2 separate regions of the Xenopus tropicalis genome follow, and region 1 is linked to region 2. Evidence: chromatin contacts called from public Hi-C data. All regions are on one chromosome and are shown on one strand. Each heading gives the region's core, a stretch centred on a gene start, on an enhancer-like site or on the middle of the called end of the contact. The rest is flanking DNA. Distances are from core to core; before and after follow the strand shown. Region 1 holds the start of col8a1 (collagen alpha-1(VIII) chain). Region 2 overlaps col8a1 (collagen alpha-1(VIII) chain).

The links. A called contact is a pair of places that touch in the nucleus more often than the background predicts.
Region 1: a Hi-C map of neurula embryo shows a contact between it and region 2, with 2.0 times the contacts expected there. The contact joins the promoter of col8a1 here to the enhancer-like site in region 2. A contact is called at or near these places in 3 of 5 Hi-C or Micro-C datasets (brain, neurula embryo and tailbud embryo).

What each region holds. Positions count from the first base shown.
Region 1 is chr2:27,943,377-27,946,690 of UCB_Xtro_10.0, forward strand. It overlaps col8a1 (collagen alpha-1(VIII) chain), which reads right to left and starts at 1,565. Exons shown (of 7, transcript XM_031896619.1): 1 at 1,485-1,565; 2 at 998-1,072.
Region 2 is chr2:27,878,825-27,882,160 of UCB_Xtro_10.0, forward strand. All of the region lies in intron 2 of col8a1 (collagen alpha-1(VIII) chain), which reads right to left. Among named protein-coding and RNA genes, the nearest start is that of col8a1, 64 kb to the right of the region's middle. Within about 2 kb of position 1,982, at least 2 of the 11 cell types and tissues checked have an H3K27ac peak or open chromatin away from gene starts, as enhancers often do. A contact at or near this core is called in neurula embryo, where this site is marked.

The DNA.
Region 1 (3,314 bases), core at 315-2,814, 64 kb after region 2:
TCACAGTGGCTCACACAGACACAAGGGAGCTGTGTATGCAACTCCGGCCACAAGCTGTGATTAAGTGCAAGACACCCTTGCATCCCCCAGCATTTGAACGGAGATGATATGCAAAGCTACGGCCATTCCTGCCCCTCCTGTTTGCAGTGCTGCAGTCCACTCAAGGAGCACAAAGAATTATATCTCGGTAAAAAAAACGTTTTTTGCATTTTTTACCTTGCCCCATTTTTTTGGTAGATTAACCCATTTGTCCAGGTTGTTGTTATTTATTCAAAATGAAAATGTTCTTGAAGCCAAAGTACTAGTCTCTACAAAAATGCAATACCCAATGCTAAACTTTGTTGTCCTTCATATTGTATCATTTAGCAAATCACAACTACAGTAAATGCAGAATGCCTTTATCCTGACTGTTGTGCCTGGTTGAAGTGACATGTTTCCTCAGCAGGTGGTGCTCTCTTTCATATTCCTCCCTCCCTTGCCTGAGTCTCTTCATGATCAGCAGAATGGCATGTAGATTTTTTCTGATGAACTGTGCAAAGCAGATGGTATATATACTGTATATATATATATATATATGCTACAATAGGGGCACATTTATTGAAGTGTGACAATAGAGTTCACTAGAGCTCTCCATTCAATCGTATAAGATTTTTAGGGGCATATCTATGAAAGGGTGAACTGTGTCCTTAAATATTTCCCTAAGCCTGTGATAGTATTGGGGACCTCTCATCCTTATTTCCCTATTTATTGCTTTTATTGTTTGTTTCCCATATAACTGCAAAATGATTGGTGGATTTACTCTTGCTATCTGAGCATAAAGGAAAGCAAACCCACACTTATAGATATTTTACCATAAAATATAAAACTACAAAAGAGGGGCATTGTACAAAGACTGGGGAACTGTGCAAAGTGCTAAAATAGGAACAAATTAGTCTCCACTGGGCCTTCTTTCATTGGACATAAAAATTAAGTAACCCTTTAAATAACTGGCACTGACCTACAGAGAAAGTGAAAGTGTCGTTTTTTATATCTTAGGTTGTCTCGTGGTTCGTAAGGGTACAGCATTCTTTTCCTGCGAATGATAAAGGAGTCTTTTCATATGGGAACAAATATATATCCAGTGACCTTTAAACTGTATTATTTAAAGAGTTTCTAATGATCCAGTTAAAAGGGACGAGCACATAGCAGTAAGTGCCATTATCCCTCATACTGTTGACACCCACATTCCAAGGAACCAAATGCTTTTTATAAAGAGGCCATTTAGGATATTGGTACCCGCACAGGAATGTGTAAATGTTATTTAAGATGCGAGTAAAGCAAACAGGCCCCACTGTTCCCCCCAGGGTGAGTGTAAATCACTGCACAAGCATCCCTTATGCACAAGGGGCAGCACTTGGCATTTGGCTTTGCTGCAGATAAAGTCATTTCTTCATATAATTTGTGATAATCATATGCAGGGGTGTAGTAAAACTAGAAAAACCCACCTGGAGATCTTAAACAACAGGGTAGAAATCATCTTTATTCCTGGCTGTGTCCCTCCCCTTCACTTTCACTTCCTGTATCCATAACCTTCAGGGTTGCCAGGTTGGCAGTTTTTTTCGCCAAATTGGGCTACTAATTTAAAGCCCAGGTGGGTTTCCAAAGTACAAACCCACCAAGGTAAAAATTTGGGCTAGTTTTTAGAGACTTGGTGGGTTTATAGTTTGGAAACTAGCCAAAGTTTTATTCCTCTGACATGCCTATCCCAGTGCATGCTGGGTAATGTAGTTTGTATCTTACATTTAGCCTTCAGCTAAGATTAATATAAAACTACAATACCCAGCATGCAATTATAGACAGAAGCTCCATTTTCTATTACTGTTTGCTGAACCTGAAGCAGGAAAACTACCTGCAACCTGCATGGACTGGGCACAGAGGGCAGGGAAACATCAGCCATCCCAGTAACTGGAGAGGGGCCGCAGAGCATGAGTAGTGATTATACGCTTTAAAAAGGCAAGTTTTCCCATTTATACTTTTATTTTTTAGAATTTTTTTTCATTGCGCAAATTGGCTTTGGCTGGTTTGGAAAAATAATTCTCATTACTCGACCCAGTGCTTAGCTGCTAATGCATATTAAAATAAAGAGCTAACATTCTTGCAGGGATGGATGGAACAACATTACATAGGGGACAATATTCAAGTCTAGAGGGGCCAGTTTTGTATAGCTCCACCCCCTGGGAAAATTGCCTTTGTGTAGTAACCCATGTTATAGGGGCACAACTCTGCAGGGCACCCATAACCAGATACTTGCAACAACCAACCAGATACTTGCCTTCTGTATTCTACCTGATGAAAGCTGATTTCTGATTTGTTGGGCTACTGCATTGGGTCAGTTTTAAGTAAAGGAAACCCTCTACAAAAGAAAGGCAGTTTGCAAGTTACCATATGTGTACCCACAATGCAGCATTGTCCCCATATTTCCAGCAAAATATCAAGCATCGGCTAAATGGTATGTGTGGCAACTTTCCTCATTGGCAAGTGGTTGCACAGGTGAGAATGGCATCTGGTTTTTACAGCATCATTAAAATGTGATTCACTAGGTGCAATTAAGGCAGATGTTAGTGCCAGTGCTCCATTTTATCCATACGCCCTCTGCTTTGCACTTGCACCATAAACAGAACTGTCTCATATAAGTCACATGGTCTGATTTACAAGACAATATTTATTTACCATTATGTCCCATTGCCTCATGTATTATACTTTTAGATTGTGAGTTCTATTGGGCAGAGCTCTTTTTTCCTTTTGTATCAGGAATTGGTTATATTTTTGTATATACTGCATACCACCCAACTGTCCCACTTTTCACGGGACAGTCCCGGTTTTTATGGCGCATCCCGCTGTCCCGGATAGTTCCATGAATGTCCCGCATTGCGGGACATTCATTGAACAATCCAGCACAGTGGGATGCGCTGGCTGGAACTGGACATTCTGGCTTCTCCTGCCGCTTTACTCGTTATGCCTCTCCTTGTGCAGCGCGACAGGCCCTTTTATAAGGTTGCGCCCCTGGGTACGTGTGACGTCATTACGCACAGTCGCGCAACCTTATAAAAGGGCCTGGCACCGCCGCACAAGAAGCCGCATAAGGGGAGAAACTGCAGACGAAGGCGGAGCTCCTATGGGGGGCTACTGTGTATGGGGGGCATTGTGTGTAGGGGGGCAAAACTGGTACATAGTTATAACTCACTTATAACTGACTGCCTTCTCTCTATATTTGTATTTTAATGTAGGAGTTGCTATATTGTTTTCCTTAGGTAGTACAGTATGAGGGTAAAGCA
Region 2 (3,336 bases), core at 732-3,231:
GTCGCCAATGTGCCCATCCTGCCTCTTCTGATGAATGGTGGACAACTGGGCCTACTGTCTCTACAGATCCCTGCAGCTAACACTACCCTGGAACTGGCGGCAGCTCCAGGCTTCCCACAGCCGGTTGCAATAATAGATGCATCAGATTTGCACCCTGTGGATGTGACACAAACCTCACTCTGAAAATGTTAGACGCAACTTGCACCCAATTTGTGCCAGAACAAAAGTGCAGATTTACTGTGCCCTGGTCAGGAAAGGTCTAGTTGAACCTTGTGCTCCAACATAGCAAAGCTGATCCCAGTATCAGCATGGTGCCCATGAAAATAATATATATTAATAAAAAGAACATAAGAGAGACTGGGGATCTTCATTGTACAGATGTCCAGCACTAAGAAGGGTGGCAGCACAGCTGGTTTTTCTGACCCAGCCTGGTGCTAAAGGGGTTGTTTAAGGGGTAGTTCAACTTAAAGTTAACTTTTAGTATGCGTAGACAACTAGACAACTATGAGTAGACAATTCTAAGCAACTTTTCAGTTGGTCATCATTATTTAAATTGTATCGTTTTTGGATTATTTGCCTTCTTCTTCTGATTTTTCAAAGTCAGGGGGGGTCACTGACCCCAGCAGCCAAAAACTGTTGCTCTGTGAGGCTACAATTTTATTGTTAATGTAACTTTTATTACTTATCTTTCTATTCAGTCCCTCTCCTATTCCAGCTTCTCTTTCATACCACTCCTTGGTTGCTAAGGTAATTTGGACCCTAGCAGCCAGATAGCTGCCGATATTCCAAACTGGGAAGCTGCTGCACAAAAAGTGAAATAATAAAAACCCACAAATAATAAAAAATTAAGAGCAATTCAAAATTGTCTCAGAATACTCTGTACATCATACTAAAAGTTAACTCAAAGGTGAACTCACCCTTTAATAGGGAAGAAAGATAACAGTGTTAGCAGCCACTGAATGGGCAGTAGTCCTAACTAAGCCCCCCAGTATCCCTGGCAGCAGGGTACATAGCCTGTCCATAGAGAACATGATAGAAGTTCCATGTTTTGGAAGCAGGTCTGTGTACTGTTGGCAGGTAGAGGTGCTTTTCTGTGGATAAGAGACATCACTGAAAGTCTGCCAGGCTAAACTTGATAAAATCATCTTTGTATTAATTTCCTCATAACAACATTCTGGAGCTGCCAGAATCAGAAATTCCCATTATTGCTGCAAGCGGCCGGCATTCCACTGCCCCTACTCAAACAAAAAAAAAAGAAACAAAGCGAGAGGAAATAAAGAATTGTTGGCATTTTCTTTGCATTATTGCATTTTTCCGCCTCTTCCTTTGGTTCTTAGCATGCGTGCTGCACAGAGGAAAGTAACCCTGCTGCTTGGGAAGGGATTTAAAGCCACACAGTTAGGCCTTTCATTAGCTTGTCAGCTCTCTAAAGGGCTACATATATCCTATTTATATACTGTAGGATACTGAGCAACAGCTTAACAATAGATACGGCTCCACAATAGGGCAACTTCCACTCATATATATCATTAAATTCACAGGGGAATGTTATGTAAACACAATATAATAATATAATTCTGTTTAGTTTAGCTGACTTTGTTGTATGATTTCAAATTAAAATAACCTGTATGGAGGCATTAACACTGCTCTGCACAATCAGTATCTTTTTCTGAATATATTTTTTTAAATATTTCCCTCACTTGTGCATTCTACTGTGTGAGGGGTGGAATCTGCCCATTTTATGGACTGAGTATAAGTTTCCTTGAGTCAGACAGTCCAGCAGTTGGAGAGTGGAGTGGAAGTGGAAGAAGATCATGAGAGTGCCCAGTAGTATGAAGTAAGAAGGTGAATAATATATTCTAAATAATTAAGTGTAATTTGCACTTTGGCCAGTAGATGGCAGCAACCCTTAAGGCTGGCCATTTATAGGACTCCCTTGGAAAGGTTTTAGAGAGGGGGAGATCCTTGGCCCAGGAACCCATACAAGGGGGTTGGGCTAAGGGTTGAGTCTCTTTGGCCTAGTAGCATTTGAATGAACATTTGAGAATCCTGTAGCAGGTGCTTGGCAAGCCATTTTCCTGTGGGTCTAGTTAGTAACAGGGTAGCTGATAGGGTAGTCCTATAACAGATCAGCACAATGTGACAGGAAGCTGGGCAAGTGAGCAGGCTCAGCTCTGGCTCCATTGGGCGGTGGGGTTAGTGACCCTGGGTAGCCACAGATACGGATACAGCATGTAGGGCTCAGGTTAGTCCCAGGAACTTGAGATGCTGTAATTGACTATAGGACTAAAGTGGAGTGATGTGCAAAATGTTTCCTGAATAAACATGACAAGATGAAATGCATATTATTGTTACTTGGCATCAAATTTACACTGTATTGGCAGCCCCAGAGGCTGTGTCAGGGTATTGGGTTGTAGATGGAACTTCCTAGGATATTTTCTACCATGTTTAGGTTTCTCTCTATCAAGGTATTATTTATCCTATGCATATAACTTTATGGTTGTTTGCACCAGACATAACTGAAGAGTCATTAGCTGTGCCAAGGTAAGGGTTTGTGCTAGATGAATGCTGTGCCAAATGTAATGGTATTGTTATGGTAGGTTTGTTGGTCGCACACCATGTTTTACACATAATGAACCAATCTTACCCAGCATTCCAGTGTAACACTGCGTGCCGCAAAATGTGTCCATGAAGCATCCATCATGTGCAAATTGCAGCCCTCGGTGTGTGGGTTCCCTGACTGTTCTGTGTCAATAACACTGTTTGCGAACACAATTCAACTACCGCCAAAGTTTGCTTATAAACAGGGTCAGTATAAAATGCTCCCTCCTGATTAGTTGCTATAGATTACTATAGATTACTTGAACTAGTAGTAGTAGCAGAACTCCTCCAACCACCACCCTAATTATATTGAGCTGTCATGCTGGTCTGATTTGTGGTGCCATGGGTGGATTTTAATTAAGGCTAAGCCTCCCCAAATCAACACCAGTACATTTCTTAAATTATGGACATATTATACATTAGGTTGGCACTACATTTAACTTGTAGTGTGTTCTGGGTTATTATACATAAGACTGCCACAATATTTAGCCTGACAATTTCAGGGGCATCATACATAGAAATGGCACGTGAGAGGTGGCAGCACCCCTGAAGATCCTAGAAAGTCTTTGTGATTAAATTTCCACTGCATTTATTTTGCTGTGGGTTCTTGGGTATTATATGTGGGATACTAAAAAAGGAATGTGTAGAGAATAGGGGTTTCAGGGGTACTTGCACAAGAGCAGTGTGCAAATTGCTATTTTGGACACAATTCATTTAGTTTTTTTACAAAAAGTG